Linked DNA regions of Hordeum vulgare: all the other regions are linked to region 2. Evidence: chromatin contacts called from public Hi-C data. All regions are on one chromosome and are shown on one strand. The core of a region is the stretch at or near the end of the contact, and the rest is flanking DNA. Distances in the headings are between cores, read along the strand shown. Region 1 holds the start of LOC123401680 (acetylornithine deacetylase). Region 2 holds the start of LOC123401157 (plant cysteine oxidase 5-like). Region 3 holds the start of LOC123401465 (AP-2 complex subunit mu).

What was found. Hi-C and Micro-C count contacts between places; a contact is called where the count stands out from the background.
Region 1: a contact with region 2 is called in a Hi-C map of seedling, with 2.8 times the contacts expected there. The contact joins the promoter of LOC123401680 here to the promoter of LOC123401157 in region 2. A contact is called at or near these places in 1 of 6 Hi-C or Micro-C datasets (seedling) and 1 of 1 datasets of contacts at active chromatin or transcription factors (embryo).
Region 3: a contact with region 2 is called in a Hi-C map of seedling, with 2.9 times the contacts expected there. The contact joins the promoter of LOC123401465 here to the promoter of LOC123401157 in region 2. A contact is called at or near these places in 2 of 6 Hi-C or Micro-C datasets (leaf and seedling).

The regions. Positions count from the first base shown.
Region 1 is chr6H:450,380,997-450,385,027 of MorexV3_pseudomolecules_assembly, forward strand. It overlaps LOC123401680 (acetylornithine deacetylase), which reads left to right and starts at 1,329. Exons shown (of 10, transcript XM_045095530.1): 1 at 1,329-1,758; 2 at 2,238-2,491; 3 at 2,575-2,683. The coding sequence starts at 1,423.
Region 2 is chr6H:450,572,109-450,576,183 of MorexV3_pseudomolecules_assembly, forward strand. LOC123401157 (plant cysteine oxidase 5-like) reads left to right here and starts at 2,022. Exons shown (of 7, transcript XM_045094888.1): 1 at 2,022-2,152; 2 at 2,308-2,405.
Region 3 is chr6H:450,347,133-450,351,091 of MorexV3_pseudomolecules_assembly, forward strand. It overlaps LOC123401465 (AP-2 complex subunit mu), which reads left to right and starts at 2,071. Exons shown (of 13, transcript XM_045095290.1): 1 at 2,071-2,409. The coding sequence starts at 2,327.

The DNA of each region.
Region 1 (4,031 bases), core at 79-2,578, 190 kb before region 2:
ATCTAGCTTTTTAAGCAATATACATTGGAGTGCCGGGAGTCCTATATTTTAAAAATATATCAAAGATGGTATTTAAATGCTTTTTTTGGAATGTTTTATACGAATACATATGGGTATTCTCTATGCATGTTTAAATATTCGTTAAATAATACAAGCCCGTTTCGGTTATTATATTTGTCATTTTTTATATATTGCGTATAAATATGTATGTTGATGAAAATTTGCACACACATACAACACATCTATATATACTTTTTTTTGCGGCTAACACATCTATATATACACGTACATAACTTCTAGATTTTTTTAGGTATAAAAGTTTATGCTTGCGAAACATTTTGCATACATTGATTGAACATTAAAAATGCACAGAAGTTCATTTGAATGTCCTTCTCATATGATAACCCTTCTTAAACTAAAAAGAGAGAGCAGACAACGCAACTCTTATCTAAAATATGAGACCGTTACACCGTTCCTAGCCACCGAGGACACATGTCCTCTTCTTCTACTCATTTTGCTTCAATTAATGTTGCGGCGCTACTTAGTTCAGTTTATTACAGTTTAATTTTCCTACGATGACACTCTGGTTTACTTGAGGATAAGGTTTTCCTTACTCATGATCGACGTTGTCGGTGGTGTAGAGGATATAAGGGGGTCGTACGGTTGCTGCTCTTCTAGAGTTGCAAATATGGTTATGTCTTTTCTTTTTCGGATGGTCTTCAAAGACATCATATTGATATAGTGAATGACAACCCTTCGTGTGTTGGTCTGTTGGCTTCTCTACGACCGACAAAGTTCGATTAACTTTGGCTTTGTCTTCACCGAGGTGTTATTGAATTTAGATCTTCCCCAATTTTTCTATCCAGATTTGGTGTGGTCATGTAGCCCTTTTTGTCGCCTTCTTCTTTATGGTTATGATTCGTTTTTTAAACCAGTTTGCATGCATCACTTCATTCTTGTTCGGCCGCCGTGTTAACAACGTTTCCCTAACTTTAACAATGTTTTAAAAGGTCTGTAGGTGACATCAGGATTCGTTCACAGCGCCCCGCCAACGAAAATGCAAGAGGAAATTTTCCCAACTATCTTGCGCGTAATTTTCTGGTTCTTTAAAAATGATTCTTCAAAGGAGTAATTATATCATTTCTCTTTTTATAAAAATGATAATGTTTTTTTAGGATAAATAAAATGATGAGGTATTTTTTTTTGAAATAAAATGATGAGGTGTTGAATGAAAAGAAAAGAGAAACAAAGAACCGCATCGGCTACGGCACGCATCTCAGTGCCGCCGTCGTCGTCGACAGGGACACATCATATGCGCACATCATATGTATACATCCATCCAGAGTTGCTCAAACACAGAGAGTTCCTCGACCTCCACTGGACAACCTTCGCTGTTGACCCAAATCCGCCGCCGCGTCTAAGATGGCATCTCCGGCGCCGCCGCTCAAGGACGCCGTCGGAGGCCTGGACCGCGACCCCTTCGTCGCCCTCCTCGCCAAGCTGATCGGCGAGTCCCAGCGCCTGCAGAACGACCCGCCGGCCCTCGTTCCGCAGGAGGACCTCGTGGCGCAGCACGTGGTCGACGCGCTCCGCCCGGTCTCGACGGAAACCGATGGCGGCCCGCTCGTCGTGCGGAAGGTGAGCTACACCGACGGCCGGAGCAACGTCATCGTCGAGTACCCCGGCACCGTCCCCGGCCGCGTCGTCTCCTTCGTCGGCATGCACATGGACGTCGTTCCGGCCAACCCTAGCGAATGGGTGAGTTCCTAGCAGATTTAGCTTTGATGTGTGAGTGCTGATTTCGGGGCTTAGGGTTCCTGGACGAAGGATTCGAGGGTTTGCTTAATTTGGGGGTGTTTCTGCCCGGATTCTTGGCACCTCGTTTTGTCTAGTTATATGTCTCTCTAGCTGGTCGCCAAAATTGCACCCTTCCCTGAATCGTTAGTAGAGTGTTCTACCTTGGAATAGATGCATTTTCCGGTGTAGTGCTGGAATGTTTTGATACAAGTTAGTACTTTGGTGGTTCATTGCTGTATCTACTGTTAAAGTTTCACATTTCCTCATTGGCGCTGTTTGATTTCGCTCATTCTATGTCTGTCGCATCATTAATTGATTAGTGGTTACTAACAAGTTGTACCTCAAATTTACTCTTGGTTTGTTCGTTAAATTTCTGTTGTTCTTGTTGGTTATAAACTTATAATCACTAATTAGTGGACTGGAATCTTCTACCCCTGCAGGACTTCGATCCCTTCTCACTAACCTTCGAAGGTGATGACAAGGAAAAGCTTAGGGGCCGCGGGACGACGGACTGCCTTGGTCATGTGGCGCTAGTGACTCAGCTCATGCGGCGGCTTGGTGAGGTGAAACCACCATTGAAGCATTCTGTCATTGCGGTGTTCATTGCCAATGAAGAGAATTCATCGGTCACTGGCATTGGTGTTGATGGCCTTGTCAAGGATGGGTTGCTGGATAAGCTCAAGACTGGACCCTTGTGAGTATTGAACTGTCCAACTAATGTGTCATTCGTGAGGATTGTTTGCTGATTTAGTTGGTTATATGTGTGGTATTGTTAAGGTTTTGGATAGATACTGCGGATAAGCAGCCATGCATTGGTACCGGTGGGATGATCCCTTGGCATCTGAAGGCAACAGGGAAGCTGTTTCACAGTGGCCTCGCACATAAGGTACTCATTTGGACTCACTAGAACAATGTTCAGTAATATAACTGTACACACAAAATCTAAGATAGTTGATGAAAAATGACCATACTTAATAAATGACATCATACAACCATATAACCTTTAAAGTAATAGGGTGAAAATATTGCATTACCTCTTGATTCCTTCAGTGGACATATTTTTAGACACTCCTTACATGAGGATAATTATAGTGAAGCGGAGGGAGTAGTAAATATTCTATAGATGTGATCTGTTAAATAGTATAGTTTCTAGAATAAGAGGGTGTTTGTTTCGAGGGACTTATTGGTTTTGGGACTTAAAAAAGTCCCTATAAGTCCCACCTAAACCAAACACAAGGGACTTATTGGGACTTATTATGGTTATTTGGGACTTATCAAATAAGACTCTCTAGTAGGAGCTTATTGGGACTTATTGCTGGTTAGGCCCGCGGAAGTCGATCCAGTGGCCGCCGCCCTGCCCCTCGTCGCTCGCACCGCCCCAATCGCCGTCGGCCGCCCGCCCCGTCCCCGCCCGCCCCGTCGCCGCTCGGGCCGCCCCGTCGCCGCCCAGTCGCCGCCCCGCCCCGTCGCCGCCCGGTCGCCGCCCCCGCCCCGTCGCCGCCCCGCCCCGTCGCCACCCGGCCGCCGCCCCGTCGCCGCCCCGCCCCGTCGCCGCCCGGCCGCCGCCCCGTGGCCGCCGCCCCGTCGCCGCCCGGCCGCCGCCCCGTCGCCACCCGGCCGCCGCCCCGTCCCCGCCCGCCCCGTCGCCGCCCGGGCCGCCCCGTCGCCGCCCCGCCCCGTCGCCGCCCGGTCGCCGCCCCGTCGCCGCCCCGCCCCGTCGCCACCCGGCCGCCGCCCCGTCGCCACCCGGCCGCCGCCCCGTCGCCACCCGGCCGCCGCCACCCGGTTCGTCCCCCCGCCGTCCTGTTTTCTGCAACATGGACTTATAAGTCCCTGTAAACAAACAGGCAGGGACTCGGGACTTATAAGTCCCTGTAAACAAACAGGTAGGGACTTATGACTTATAAGTTGGGACTTAAAAAAGTCCTAGGACTTATGAAACAAACAGGGCCTAAGTTAGCATCCTTGCGATTGGTACCAAAGTACCAACGTAGCTATGAATAATGGGACCAAAAACAAAGTAACACACAAAGTATAAAGCAAGTGATCGTTGATGCATGACTGGTACTCCCTCCGTCCTAAAATTCTTGTCGTAGATTTGTTTAGATATGAATGTATCTAGTCAAGTTTTAGTATTTAGATACATCCATTTCTAGAAAAAGCTAAGACAAGAATTTTGGGACAGAGGGAGTAGAACTTATTGCGTAATTAACTCTGCTGTTATTGTTTTCTGC
Region 2 (4,075 bases), core at 772-3,271:
TGGTATAAATTATCTTTTAACTTGAAAAAACCCAGGAAAGGACTTTCGGGACGAAGCGTCGCCATCTCGAGGTGGAACATGGACAGGAGCGCTTTTTCCCTCTCGAGAGCGATTACGCCGGAGGAACTTCCCTTCCGGAGGGGGAAACCGAGGCCATCGTCATCACCAACAACCCTCTCATCTTGGGGAGGACAATCTTCATCAACATCTTCATTAGCACCATCTCCTCTCAAAACCCTAGTTCATCTCTTGTGCTCAATCTTGTATCGGAACCTCAGATTGATACCTGGGGTGTGACTAGTAGTGTTGATTACATCTTGTAGTTGATGCTTTATGGTTTATTTGATGGAATATCATATGTTCAGACCCAATATGCTATTTAATACCTCTCTGATCTTGAGCATGTTTATCACTTGTCAGTAATTACTTTTGTTCTTGAGGCCATGGGAGAAGTCATGTTGCAAGTAGTCATGTAAAATTGATATTCGTTCGGTATTTTGATGATGTGAATGTTGTGATTCCCTTAGTGATGTTATGTGAACGTCGATTACATAACACTTCACCATCTTTGGGCTTAAGGGAATGCATTGTGGAGTAGTAATTGGATGGTGGGTTGCGAGAGTGACAGAAACTGAAACCCAGGTTTATGCGCTACTGTGTAAGGGGCTGATTTGGATCCCTATGTTTAATGTTATGGTTAGAATTTATTCTTAATACTTTTCTCGTAGTTGCGGATGCTCGCGGGAGGGTTAATCATAAGTGGGAGGCTTGTTTAAGTAAGAACAACACCCAAGCATCGGTCCATCCACATATGAAATTATGAAAGTATCAAACGCGAATCAACCCAACATGACGAAAGTGAGTAGATGAAATTCCCGTGTGCCCTCAAGAACGCTTTGCCTATTATAAGATATTGTTCTGGCTTGTCCTTTGCTACGAAAGGATTGGGCTACCTTGCTGCACCTATTGTTACTATTGCTACTTGTCACTTGTTATAATTATCTTGCTATCAAACAACTTGTTACCGCTATTTCAGTGCTTGGAGAAAATACCTTGCTGAAAACCGCTTGTCATTTCCTTACGCTACTCGTTGGGTTCGACACTCTTACTTATTGAAAGGACTACGATTGATCCCCTATACTTGTGGGTCATCAGGGTGTGGGTGGGGATAGTGGCCGACCTAGGAATATGGCACGTTCGAGGCCACCTTCAAGGACTATAGCTACAGTTGGAGGTGCTTTTACGCTTGACAATACATTTTAGGAGGTGGATTCTATCAAGACGAGACACACAATTAGCTGTTTGTTTAGACTTTGTACTTTTAGTTGCTTATAAGGTCCACAAGCCCAAACTCAAGCTCAAACTTAACGTATCAAGGAGCCCTCAAGAATGCTGACAGTATGTATCTCCAACGTGAGAGCGACAAACTTGTGACTAGGGATTTAAAATATTGAAACATCTTCCTTTCATGTATACTTCTCTATCATTAAAAATGAATTGATGTCACACACTACTAAGGAACTAAGGAAGACACCCATACAGCTCGTTACACACACTGCATACACCACACCCGCCCCTCCCAAGCTTACTGGAAGGACCACCGTCACCACCAAATAGAGCCGAAATATAAATGACCACGAACTCCCACCAATCTAGCAGTTTTGATGAAAGATCGTGTCCCCGTGAAACTACCTACTCCGTCTCTTAGAGAGGCTCATATAGATTAGGTATGTATGCGTGCACTTGTATGCACGTGCATATGTCTATACCTATATTACGTTTTGAAAAATATAATATTAAATGATACTTGATTTACAAGAATAACAGTGTTATACTGTATATTTTTTTTGAACTGTTATACTGTATATTTTTTAAATGGAAGATGCGTCATTGATCAAAATTTGCTCAGGCAGAAGCCCCGCAAAAAACTGCCGGAGGAGGGCAACCAGCCTCGCGAGCGTCGCTCGGTCGCGCGTGTCCCTCCCTCGCCTCCCGGAGGTCCCATCTCTCTCTCTCTCTCTCTCTCTCTCCATCTCCCCCCTCCCCCTCCCCCTCCCCGTAACCCTATCTTTCTCACCAGTCAGCCCCCTTTCTTTCGCCCTCCTGGCGGCGGCGTCGGCGGCGCGTGTCTGACGGGGAGCTTTGGCGGCAGGTCGTCCGTGCCCTCTCCCTGCCCCCCTCATCTCTCTCCTATCTGCAGCGGGCGGTGGCGTCGGGAAACGGCGAGTCGCGTCGGCTGCTGACATGCTCCTCCTCTCCCCTGTCTCCTTCTCTGTGCTCTGACCCCGCTCCCTGTCGTATTTCCAGCTAGCTCAGCCGCCGATTTGGACGACACCGGCGAGCAGGACCTCACCGGCAGCAGCGCATATTATCCAACTTTGCAGATTCCCCCTACAAAGTCCGAGGTACAAACCCTAGACCTCAAGATCTGATTCGGTGTTGTCCTGGTGATTTTCCCTTCCCAAATCCTTCAAGCTAGGTGACCCATCCATTCGAAAATAATATGCCGCGGCAGTTAGCCCGTGTATTGACCTGGTTTCAGGTTCTTGTATTGGTAGCCTTAATTTTTTTTGCATATCATGTTTATGGTACTTTATTGCTCGCTACCATCTGTGGACATCAAATCTGCCTGTAGTGTTTATTGTATTGTATGGCGTGTCATGTTAAAGTTGCATTTTCCTGTTTCGATCAAAATCTGCCTGTAGTGCTTATTGAATTACATTGTGTGTCATGTTGATGTTTTCCTTGCTCCAGTTTTGCATTTAGATGGACAATAAGACAAATATGCTAATTTATGGGGCAGTTGCATATACGCTGTGACAGATGCTTTACTAGATGAGAAGGATGGGATGGAGTACCTAGACAATAAATAACAAAGAATGATATAACTTGTGTGAACATGCTTAGGCTTGGTAGAGCCCCTCTCTGACGATTTTATAAACTTGGGAATTGCTTGAGGACACGATACATTTGTGTGTTGAGCAGCTAGTAGCTATATATATTTTTAAATTAGGCACAACCTTAGGAATAGGTTAATGGTCACAAATTTGATAGGTCCACTGAAGTCGTTAACAGTTATTTCAATAAGTCTTCCGTGCTATTGGCATGCTATGAGATGATTTTATTACGAATCCTTCATTGGAGACCCCAACCAAAGTAGAAGGGTGCCACAGGTGGGATGCATACTCAAGGTATGAGGTTGAGCGAGAATACTTATTTTTTTGTTGGTATGGTTTTTTTAGATCCTATTTTTTTGGTTTTTACTTGTCACCAATCAGGATTGTGTTGGACCTATTGATGGTATGCAGTATAAGTGTATAACAAGCTTATGGAGTTATGGTAGGTGCCTTAGGTGTTGTTTGGATACGTGATATATACAGAACCGGATCTCCACAAATCATGAAAATTATGTAACAAACTAAAATCCTGTTTGGCAACTCTATCTAATCCGTGATTATAGAAAATCTGGTTTTCCAAAACCCAAGATTTCGGGTATATGGAAAAATGAGGATTAGTTGTTTTTTCTAAAAACGTGATCTGCATATACTCGATCGTTAACTTTTTCTCTTCGTCCGTCTTTTCCTCAATAAACTCTTTGCTGTGTGGGGACTAAAAGCCTATCCAAACCACACAAGGAACGTGACAAATCGGTTAAACGTTTTTTCTAGTCCAAACATCTTTTTTCATAAACTGGTTACTCACATAACAATTGATAAAACCGATTTTACTAAAAATCGGCTAATACCCAGTTCTATATAATCCTGTCCCTACCCAAACAACCCCTTAGTCCACTTGCTTTTGGGGCTGTGTTTTTATGGCTATTCTATGTAAAATATTGCCTTATATTCCCCTCTACCATTGAATGCAAAACATATGTGATAACATGTGATATTTTGCATGTGGCATTGACTGGGGTACTTTGCTAGCATTTCACATAGCTGTCTGCATGCCAGTTTCCAGGGTGAAAGTGCTTTTAAACATAATCATCATGTTATCTCTGAACGCGTTAGTCTTGTGCTTCTTCAGGTGTTTTACTTCAAATGAAGGGTTTACACTCTAATTTAGTTTACACGCA
Region 3 (3,959 bases), core at 821-3,320, 220 kb before region 2:
GGGCATGTTTAAGAGCATCACTTCACTTTTTAAGTGATCTGCTAGTTAAACATGGATCTCATGAGAACTCATTTTACAAAGCAATTTTAAACTTTAGAGGGTTCATTTATTTTTCTGCTTGCCCTATTGTAAATTGAACCTTCAATGAACTAGCATATATAGTTATTTCTTGTCCTTTCAAAACCTTCACAATTGCAATGTGGAGTACTTATAATCATCATGCATGTAAATATGTGCCACTACTTAGATCACAACTATTATCATGTACGTTCCCAACTAAGCAATAATGATCCCACACATCAATACATCCAAATACTCATCGAAAGGACCATCCCTTATTCAAAAGAGAAATTGACAATTCAATCTTAACTAAAAAGAACTTATAACCTAATTTCAACTTGCGGGAAAGAAATGCAGAAAGGTAAAGATACAAAGTGCACGTGAATCCCCCAATCTTACAATCAAGCCCGGGAGATTGAAGCACTTAGTATTTAATGCTCACTCGTAGTACCCTTGCAGGCGGTGAAGATGTTCATGAACCGTCCCTTCATCTCCTCAATCACGGCGTGTTGATCCTCTACAATATGAGTCAAGACCCTCTTCAATCATGTTGCCTACGAAACCTTCTCCAACTCCTTGATGAGGCATTTAATCGATTTACCGTCTAATTTTCGATGGAAAAAATTTAACGTTTTCAATTTTCTATATTCATAATTTCATATGTAGAAGTTTAAATGCGTTAACAGTTCTCAGCTATAATTAATGATCTCTTACTTGTATTGAATGTTCCATCTTTTTTATGCACTAAAGTGTGTTAGGGGTCACTCACGCGATCTAGAAGTCCCAAATACTCTAGGGTCTCGCTTGTTTTTGACTGGGTCAAGGTGGCGATATGACACATTTCTTTTATTGTCTGCTTTGCTACAAAATAGATGCCCTCATTGACTGGTATGCTATGAATGAGATGCCAACATTATTTTGTATGAAAGGAAAACGCTATACATGAACAATGCACCCACAAACAATAAATATGATAAGAATATCTTTTATTTATGTTTCCTTTTCTTGTTTGTTATGTTCTTGTTAACTCCTTTTTCTTTTCTTTCCGCCCCCATTAGGACTATCGGGGATTGCATCTAAAAACATTTAATCTTTTATGATCTTTCTGCCTAGTGTTTCTTGAGACACTAGAAGCTAGGGCCTCCCTTCCCCGTTTCATCAAAAAGGAAAAATATATCATATTAAAAGGTAGGGGCCTTCTCTCGCGATTCTCTAAAAAATAGAACATGGCCAAAATCTTCAATTATTAATACTACCTTCAAATCCTCCACTACAATCACTCGGAAAGGCGAAGATCAGTTAATTAACCTTCATGAATCATTGCATAAAGGTTGCCATTGATAGAATAGAGATCTACATATGACAGATCTAGAGATGACAATGAGAAAGATATGGATGGATATACCCCCTTCTTCCTGAATGAACATAAATTGGCACGCATGCCTCTTCACCTTGGGTATCCGACGGGTGTAGCATTTTCAGCATGAAAAAGGATAAATGAGTCTAAATTTAATTGATAACGAGTGAGTAATCTAGCACTAATGAGGCATCCTCGTGCATGCATCTGTGTGATGGCGGTACAGATGTGTGTGCTGTGGACGGTTGGAGCTTCGAGGAGTGGTTGACGACGACAAGGAGTACGAGCGGCGGGTGGCTGAAGGGCATGAGCTAGGAGGTGATGAGTCGAGGTTTCACCATTACGAGGAGTCACATAGGACATATGAAGTAACGGGTTCGTAGCCGCGGGCATGTGAGGTACGACTGGTTTCGACAGTCAGGGATTCACGACATTGCACCTCACATGTCTTTTTTTATTATTAATTCTTTTTTATGTATTTATTGAATTAGATATGAATACCCATGCCTTATTCATATCTATTTTTTCTACAACAAAATCATTTTACATGTTTTGTGTACCAGTAGAGCAGTGGGACCAAGACGCAACGCAACACGAAGTCAGAAGTCAAGTCACCAACCGAAGGCGAAACCACGCAAATACGGAAATACGGCGTCCGGGGAGGTCCATTCTGGAAAACACACACGAAAAAGCGCTCCTGGACGGGGAAGACGACCTGGTGCTCGTCCCTCCCTTCCCCGAGATCTACCAAAAACCCGCGCCCCGTCAATCCCGTTCCTCCCCCTCACCGTCCGGCGAGCCCCGAGCACACCAGATCGCCCGCGTAGCTGGCGGCGCACCGTGGAGCCGCGCGCCAGTTAAGGGTGTTGGTCCCAGGCGCTTGAGCGGGGCGCGGGCGACGCGGAGACGATGCCGGTGGCGGCGTCGGCCATCTACTTCCTCAACCTTCGCGGGGACGTCCTCATCAATCGCCTATACCGCGACGATGTCGGGTGCGTGTTGCAGCACCCCCTCCTCCCCTCCCTGGCTCCCTGGGTTTTGAGTGGTAGATCTGAGGCCCCAGGATCCATTGATTCCGGCCATAACCTGTAGTTATGTAGATCGCTAGAAGGGTGGCAGGTAGCTCGTGAATTTCGATTGCTTTCGTTGAGTGACATGTGAAATCCTGCGAGGAGTGCAGTTGACAGCCACTCTTTCGGTGGTTGGCTCGTTGCGCACTGCAATTTGCCCATTGTCTTGGTTGTGGCGTTCCTTAGTGATTTGAATTTGGAATGCGTGTTCCATTCTCTGCCCTGAGGTTGTGGCGCCTACATAATTCCAGCATGGAGTAAAGAGATTGCTCACTGAGTAGGATATGTATTCCATCTAGGATGGTTCAAAGGAGGTTATCCTCTAGTCATATCTGATCATAGCAAGTGAACAACAATAAAAAAGAGAGTCCATACTAGTTCTTTTTTTCCCATTTTGAACTCGTAGTTTTGATGAGTGAGGCACTTTGGACAAGAAAAATTGCTGCATAGCTCATTTCATCTTTTCCAATGGGCTTTGACAGTAGTTAGTAGTCACATAGTTCTGTAGTTGAAATTTTACTTCTACTGCAGCATAAGCGGCAAGCCAGCTAACTTTGAAATAGTAACTGTCGGATTGAAATTAATTATAAATATTAACTCTCGCACCATAGATTTCCAAGAGGCCTTGGAAAGACCGGCAGAAGTTATTAAACATCTTGTAATATTCCTGAAAACTGCAATTTTGTATACTTGTACTAACAAAGTGCATGTGCGTTGCAACAGATCTGCAATGGACTAATACATGTTCACAACTTGAAAAATCTCACCCTGGTTTCGGTATTGTATATATATAAAAATATTTGGTTTTCACCCAAAGAGGCCAAGGGGTTTTCTGAAATGTTGGAGCAGAGTGGCAAGTGTCTTATTGGCTTATTGCAAAAATGCCACAACTTGACTTGCATGCGTTAGATGCAGATCGAATGGGTCTTTTATAGGAGTAGAGATAATAGCATTGGTACCAATAAAAATCATAATTATGTGGAATGTTTTCATACATGCACGTTGATAGTAGAAACAAAGCAAGACCATTCAATAAACCTGCAGCAATGCGCTGTAATCCTGTATGTACTGAGCCTATTTCGATATGTAGGTCTTACACTAGTTTAATATTGAGCAAGTACCATTCCATCTATATGATATATTTTCAATATCATAGTCATTGTTTATTAAGGACACTAGAACATGTAAACTACGACACCTACTCTTGAGTAATGCAAGCGTATTTTTCAAGCTTTGTTAATAAACATAGGACATGGATGTAAATTTAATGATGTTTGCTCCACGATGTCCTTTTTCTTTTTCTTTTCTTTAGCACACATTTATTCATTGTCACCTAGACAACTGTCTCATCATGAGGCTACTTAGGTCATTTCCTCTCATAGCCTTTCTCAGTTATCACCTTATATTCAATAAAGAACAGTCCCGCGTATTCATTTTGCTTCTCTCACTTTCCATTCCCTGCTTATTTGGTT